Regions from separate parts of the Gossypium hirsutum genome. Here region 2 is linked to region 1. Evidence: chromatin contacts called from public Hi-C data. All regions are on one chromosome and are shown on one strand. Each heading gives the region's core, a stretch centred on a gene start, on an enhancer-like site or on the middle of the called end of the contact. The rest is flanking DNA. Distances are from core to core; before and after follow the strand shown.

Region 1 (3,422 bases), core at 607-3,106:
GAAATTGCTCTTCTCAACAATGTTTTTTTCTTAATAGTGAGATTTTTTAGGGCTTCGGTAATCTCTTTCTAAAGGGTTTTTTTTTTCACAATTTAACGATTCATATAACCAACAATGAGGACACAATCAGCTACACACATTTGTATTCTTTCTTCACATGTGGTGAAGTATACGTTGCAAATTAAAATGTAAAACTTACTCAACAAGTTTTTCTTTATATTATTTCTTGACTTATAGAACTAGTTTCAAGAAAAGTCACTTTATAACTCTTCTTCGAACTAAGCAGGAGACAAGTTGTTATAATATTTACTATTATTGACCCACAACCAGAATGGATCCGGGTCGAACTCTATGCGGTTTGCATATTGAATTTACATGATATCGAGTGTTCGTAGGAGGGACACTTACACCTTCCTGTGAGATCACATGTGAGATCACACATGAAACTGCAAAAACACGTGTTAAGTCTAGAGTAGAATACGCATTGACATGCATTGAGCCTACTTAGATATTGTTAATGAAGAGTAATTATATCATATAAATGCACAACTCCACCCTCCTAAAAAATATACAGAAATACTAATGAATAGTAAGGGGAGACAGTTGTAACAGCTCGTTTTTCAGTAGTGTGGAAAACAGTGGTTTTGGGACCACAATTCTGACAAATGGATCGAAATATTATTATTTTATATTTAAAAATAAATTACAATGTGTTAGTGAATTTTAATCCAATAAATTTTATTAATAAAATGATTAATTACAATACAAGTATAAATGAAAGTACTTCAGTTCGTCGAAGAACTCTAATTTTTCATTAGGCTGGATCGGAGTATACCCATTCACGACATCACATTTAAAATTGTGTCGCTTGAAACAACCAAAGAGACAGATATACTTGGGCTTATTGGTGCAGCTCTCGACCTCACAGAAATTTGGATCCCAAATGCACCGACTGAAGGACGTTGAACAATAATTGGACATACCCAGAGAGTTCACACCATCCGAGCCTCAACCATCTCCAATTTGGTTTCTGGGAGAAACAACACCTTTGGCTCCGACTGATTTTTCAACATCTAGATAACTCTTATTTTCTCTTTTCTACCATGCCCCTCTTATGTTCCAAGCCCTTGAATGTCATTATCTTAAGCTAAAATTTCTCATTGAAATTAAAGCTTTATACTCTCTCTCTTCCACCGATTACCAAGGATTGAAATAAATAAAACTTAGTTGAATTTTCAAAGGGGGCAAATTCACCTTTTAAATGGCCACATTTAAAATGTATATGCGTGCATAATTAAACTACCATTAGCCATTATTTATAGTTTTTAAGAATTCTTCAACCGATAATTTTTTTATTTAAGGTTAATAATATATAAATGGTCAGTAAGTGCAACTTATATAAATATTATATATTCGTGGATTTAGTTTTAACTCAGTTAATATTGGTATTATTGTTAGTGCAAGAGGACGTGAGTTCAAGTGTGCTAAAGCGCATTATCTTCTTATTTAAGAGTTGAGAGGGGTTATGAGTAGTACTAGGCATTATATCAAAAAATAAAAATTAAAAATCGTGATGCTATGGAAGAAGTAAATAAAAAATATTTTATATTTATAAACAAATAAACACAAAATTTAGAATCCTGAACCAAGTCTACTCCAGGCCGGTTAGCCATTTCTGAACACGTTTAAGGTTGTCTTTATGTGCAAGACCTGGTAAAGCCCTAAATTACAAACTAAGCTCAAAGTTGATGTTTTGAGACTTTTTAAGGTATAGTTATGGGTATAAATAGGCAACTGATATGAGGTAATTTCACCCACCATTCTCATTAGCTATTGATTGATCATATATAACCATCATGGGATCCAAAGCTCTTCAATTCTTCTCATTCACCCTCCTCCTTTTCTTCATGTTTCAGGCTGCTTTTTCACATTTCGAACACAAAAATCCATCGCCATTTGAGTTCCTTCAGCATCTTCAAGGATTCCATAAGGGAGACCGCGTTAAAGACCTACATAAACTCAAAAAATACCTCCAAAACTTCGGGTATTTGAGTTATAAGAACAATACTCATGTCAGTGACGATGATTTCGATGAGCTGTTGGAGTCTGCCATTAGAACTTATCAGTTGAATTATAATCTGAAAGCAACCGGAAGGTTGGACGCCAATACTATATCGAAGATGATGAGACCACGATGCGCCGTCGCAGATATCTTCAATGGAACTTCGAGGATGCGGTATGGTCAAAAATGGCACCGCCGTTCAGGGTCGAAATTAGTTCATACGGTGTCACACTATTCGTTTTTCCCCCAAGAACCGAGATGGCCGGCTTTAAAGTACAATCTGACGTACCCATTTCTTCCGGGGGCTCGAGTTGATGCCATTAACCCAGTTTCAAAAGCTTTTCAAACATGGTCCGAAAACACACATTTCAGATTTTCAATGACTGAAGACTATGTAAATGCTGATATAAAAGTTAGCTTTGAAAGTGGTGATCATGGAGATGGGTCTCCTTTTGACGGACCTAATGGAACCTTGGCTCATGCTTTTGCACCAACCGATGGGAGGTTCCATTATGATGCAGATGAATCATGGTCTGTAACTCCAGACCCTAGTGCGTATCATTTGGAGACTCTGGCATTGCATGAAATTGGACATCTTCTTGGTTTAGATCACAGCTCCATTGAAGCAGCCATCATGTATCCCACTTTCACGCTTGGCGAAAGCAAGGGTCTGCATGAGGATGATATTCAAGGAATCAAGGCTTTATATAACGTTTGAAAAACATTATACACTTAAAACCATTATAATTAATTTTCATTTTACGTAATTTTTTTTGTTAAAAACTTTATTTGATTTGTGGATCATTTATAAATTTAATGAAATAAAGGAAATAAATTACTATTTTACATGTTAAATGCTTTGCTGCTCACTTCATTTGCGAATTAAATTCCATCATTTTCAGTTAGAATTGATTTTTTTTAAGAGAAAATTGCTTAAATTTAAGAGGAAAAAATTGAGATATTAAATGATTGAAAAGAGATATCTTAGTTTCATATAAGCATTTCTCTTATATTAAAGTACACCTCAATTTAATTTGAAATGGAGTGTCCATTTTTATCCTAAAATGTTATTATTTTATTTTATTTTTAAAAAACAAAACAAACTAAAGCCTCTTATAAGCATAAACTTAAAGTCTTACATAAATATTATAACAAAATTTTAAGGTTACTAATATAAATTTAGGGGCGAAGGCAAGGGCTCTGCCCTTGAGAAATTCCTAGATGTCTGAAAATCTATAAAATGATAACTTAATAATGATGAAATTATAGTTTAACTTCCTAAAAATAACACAATTTTGATTTAGTCCTTTCAAAACTATAGAGATGTAAGTCGATACAATGATGAAATTATATTTTAGCT
Region 2 (3,422 bases), core at 534-3,033, 170 kb after region 1:
ATTGAACTTATAACCAGTAAAAGTACCATAAAGAACCTCGTATTAGGGGTCAGATTGCATTTTGGTCCCTCTATTAAAAAATGAGCGAATTAGTCCATATACATTAGATCAAACCGTAAATAGTAATTCTATTAAAATTTTCATCTATTTTTACTGTTAAAATTTGGTCCAGCAGCAATGTCAGTTTTTAACAGTAAATGGATGAAGTATTTAACAAAAATGACTGGTCTGTTTTTTTATCTAAGTATAGGAATTAATTTACCCATGTTTGAGTAAAAAGAGAGAAAATGCAATCTAACATTTCCATAATATTTTTGCAACTTATAACATACTAGCTAGATTGACTCTTAGAATTTTCTTGAAGCACATGGATACGGAGATATGGCCTTTAAGCGGAAAATTTAGAAAAATATAACCAATTTAAAAAGGACTATATAGAGCAAGAATTAAGGAATTAGAAAGACACTAACCTCAGCTTTCAATTGCAAGAGCTCATGAAAGTGATCAGCAAAGAGAGCAATTGCAGCTTTATGAATAGAGAAAGAGTTGCCATTGTTGCAGAGGAATTCAAAGACTGGAAAACTCTCCTTAAAAGCTGTAGAAGAAACCAGTTGTTTTGAATCTTGAAGATGAGATTTGGTACAAATAGGAGACGTGGTGAAAACAAGGATGTTAATATTAGCTTGTTGATGAGCTTTCCATTTTATTGATAACCCCAAATTTTGGAGCTCATCTGGATTGAATCCACCATAACAGTCTAAGATTTTAGCCCATGAAAGTTTGAGCAACCCAGAGCTGACCACGAAATTAGCAACCTCTAATCCACTGCAGAATCTGTAGTTTCAGAACACAAAATAAAGTTAAACAATCCATCAAAAACACGAGGGAAAAAAAGGAATGAAAATTTACTAACAATTGGTTCATCTGGCTTGCCATTGACTTGATCCTTGGTTTGTATAATGGGAAGCGAGACCTTTATTTGAGTGAGTAAATAAAATAATCATATTATATTAACTAAAGTCTATGGGTCTTGTCCTTTTGGGGGTTTTGGTGGTCAAAGTTGAGCAGCTTTCTGGATGTTAAGTCGGGGAAAATGGCAATGTCCCCATCAATGAAAATGCTACGAAATGCCATTCTAATTTCTTTTGAGGGTCATAGTTTTGATCCCAACACTTTTTCCTATATGCACAAAATGTGCTCTATGGTCTTCCAGTTCCAGTTTAGAATACAAAATTGGCATCTATTTTTATCCAACAAAATACAACTCAACTAAATCTTTTTAATATTTTTTTCACGTTTCCCCATATGAGCACTTTCCTGTTTAATGATACAAATTCAAATTTCATAATTTATAATTATAATTAATGTACTTTTTACTGGTTCCACTATTACCTGTTCTAACATACTAAACGGATATTGGTTCGAAAGTCTTTAATTTTATGCTCAATATCAAATTATATTTTGTCGTTAAAAACTTCATCAATTTGTACCATTAAAAACTTACATGACTAATTAAATACCACCTGACACATAAAGACTAATTTTTAACAACAAAAATAGATGAAATTTTTAAATAGAAGAAACCAACCCCATAATGCTGTTACCTACCTAAATCCTTTCACATAGAAGTCAACCTGATAAAAGTTGGTCATGGTAGTTTACACTCTATGGGCACCAGTCAATACTAAACCCTGTCCATCAATTCCGACTTATATTAATATATTCCAACCTATATCTTAATTAATAATTTTATATTATATGTATGTAATTGAAATATACTTGCATCTATATGAAATGTACCCTCTTAAAAAACTAAAATTTTAACTCTCTCAAAATAAATTTAAAAATATCAATAAACTCAAATTGGCAGCCGCCGAAAACAAAGGAAAAAGTCTCAAGGTAAACGGCTTCACTATCACAAGCAAACTTCAATTTCAAAAAAAAAAAAAAAAAGATTCAATACCAATGAATGGGAAGAACTTGGAAAATCCCATGAATCTTGTTTTCTCAAAGCTAACAGCAAGCATATTGTGAAATGGAAGAAACAAAATTTTCATCCATGGCTGATGAACCAAAGGCCTCGAAAGCCATAGAATCTGAGAAACTAAATGCTTTTACCTTGCAAATAAATTTGGCTACCTAATTATAATGCTAATGAGTTCTGGTTTCTCGTGAATCACATTACTTTTCGGGAATCTCGACTCCCTGATCTGATTTCGATGTCTTTCGTGTATATATTTGTGAGAGCAAAAAGTAGCAGCACAAACACAACTTGGGCACTCATGATTCCGAAATGGCTAATGCTATTACCAATTTCCATCCAGCTCCCCGTGTTCTTCACCTGTTAAAAACCCGATTACCAAACCAGTGAGGCCCTCAGGAAATAACTATAACCACAGGTGATTTCACATAATTTCCTTACTTTCAAGCAAAGCAAGGTTCAAAAATGGCTAAAATATCAATCAATAGGATCGGCTGCGCCGAACTTTATTTCTGAAAAAGTTTGATACCAGAAAGAAGAAGTGGACCGTCATCACGTCTGAACAAAGAATAACGAGGAAGTAGCATCCTATCCTTGGAACTTCGAGTAGTTTGGTTATTGCACTGAATGCACATCTGTGTGTCTCAAAGAACAAACAGAACCATGTTTATAGTTAACTACTATATTCCAGCATATATCGATACGAACTTGCATTCTTTACTAGTGACATTGTTATATAAGCTTAACTTAAAATGGGAAACCGAGACTAAATATGTCACCTTAACCGATGATCATCTTTATAGCAGATTAAAGGCGATTCACTCATTCGGTGTTTCAGGGAGTTTTGAAACCACGATGAAGTTTCTCAAGCTAAGGTGCAATAGTTAATGAAACTTCATAAAAATGTGATTGAATGTATTAATAGCCCATAGATGCAAAAGTCACATAGCATCATGGCTAAAAACCGATGGTCAAGCCAGTTTTGTTGAAGCATCATTGATCATTCTAACATTTCTTTTAAAATCGAAAAACTTACATAACAAGCAGGAATGGTATGAATAACTTGAAGATGAGGAGTCCTGCCATCAGAAAGGGCTGCAATTGGAAGTAATTCAGTTTGGCTTACAAGAAGAAACAGTAAAAGATATATAGGTAGTTTAACCGTTACTTACACTAAAAACAGTGATGAACCTGTAGACTGATGAAATCTCGAAACTAGCTATACTTGCGAAATTTCCCGTCCCAAAGAAGGCCACGTTAAATAAGACCATCTACCAAAGACAGTTCATCAGCACTATGTAAATTACAAACTGTAAAATCCTTTAAACTAAGCAAATCTATGTTGCTCTGACTCTTTATTTTTCTTTAAGTACCCATGTTTATGACTTGTGTCTGATATATGGGTACAGGGACAACCTCTAAGACCCTATATATATATATA

The links. Hi-C and Micro-C count contacts between places; a contact is called where the count stands out from the background.
Region 2: a Hi-C map of leaf shows a contact between it and region 1, with 1.6 times the contacts expected there. The contact joins the promoter of LOC107958587 here to the promoter of LOC107960785 in region 1. A contact is called at or near these places in 4 of 34 Hi-C or Micro-C datasets (callus, hypocotyl and leaf).

The regions. Positions count from the first base shown.
Region 1 is chrD07:57,179,133-57,182,554 of Gossypium_hirsutum_v2.1, forward strand. It overlaps LOC107960785 (metalloendoproteinase 2-MMP), which reads left to right and starts at 1,857. Exons shown (of 1, transcript XM_016897063.1): 1 at 1,857-2,780. The coding sequence starts at 1,857. The coding sequence ends at 2,780.
Region 2 is chrD07:57,347,627-57,351,048 of Gossypium_hirsutum_v2.1, forward strand. It overlaps LOC107958587 (senescence-associated carboxylesterase 101), which reads right to left and starts at 1,784. Exons shown (of 4, transcript XM_016894400.2): 1 at 914-1,784; 2 at 471-834. The coding sequence starts at 936. It overlaps LOC107958588 (GPI ethanolamine phosphate transferase 1), which reads right to left. Exons shown (of 18, transcript XM_016894401.2): 15 at 3,154-3,252; 16 at 3,018-3,076; 17 at 2,511-2,616; 18 at 1,914-2,341. The coding sequence ends at 2,177.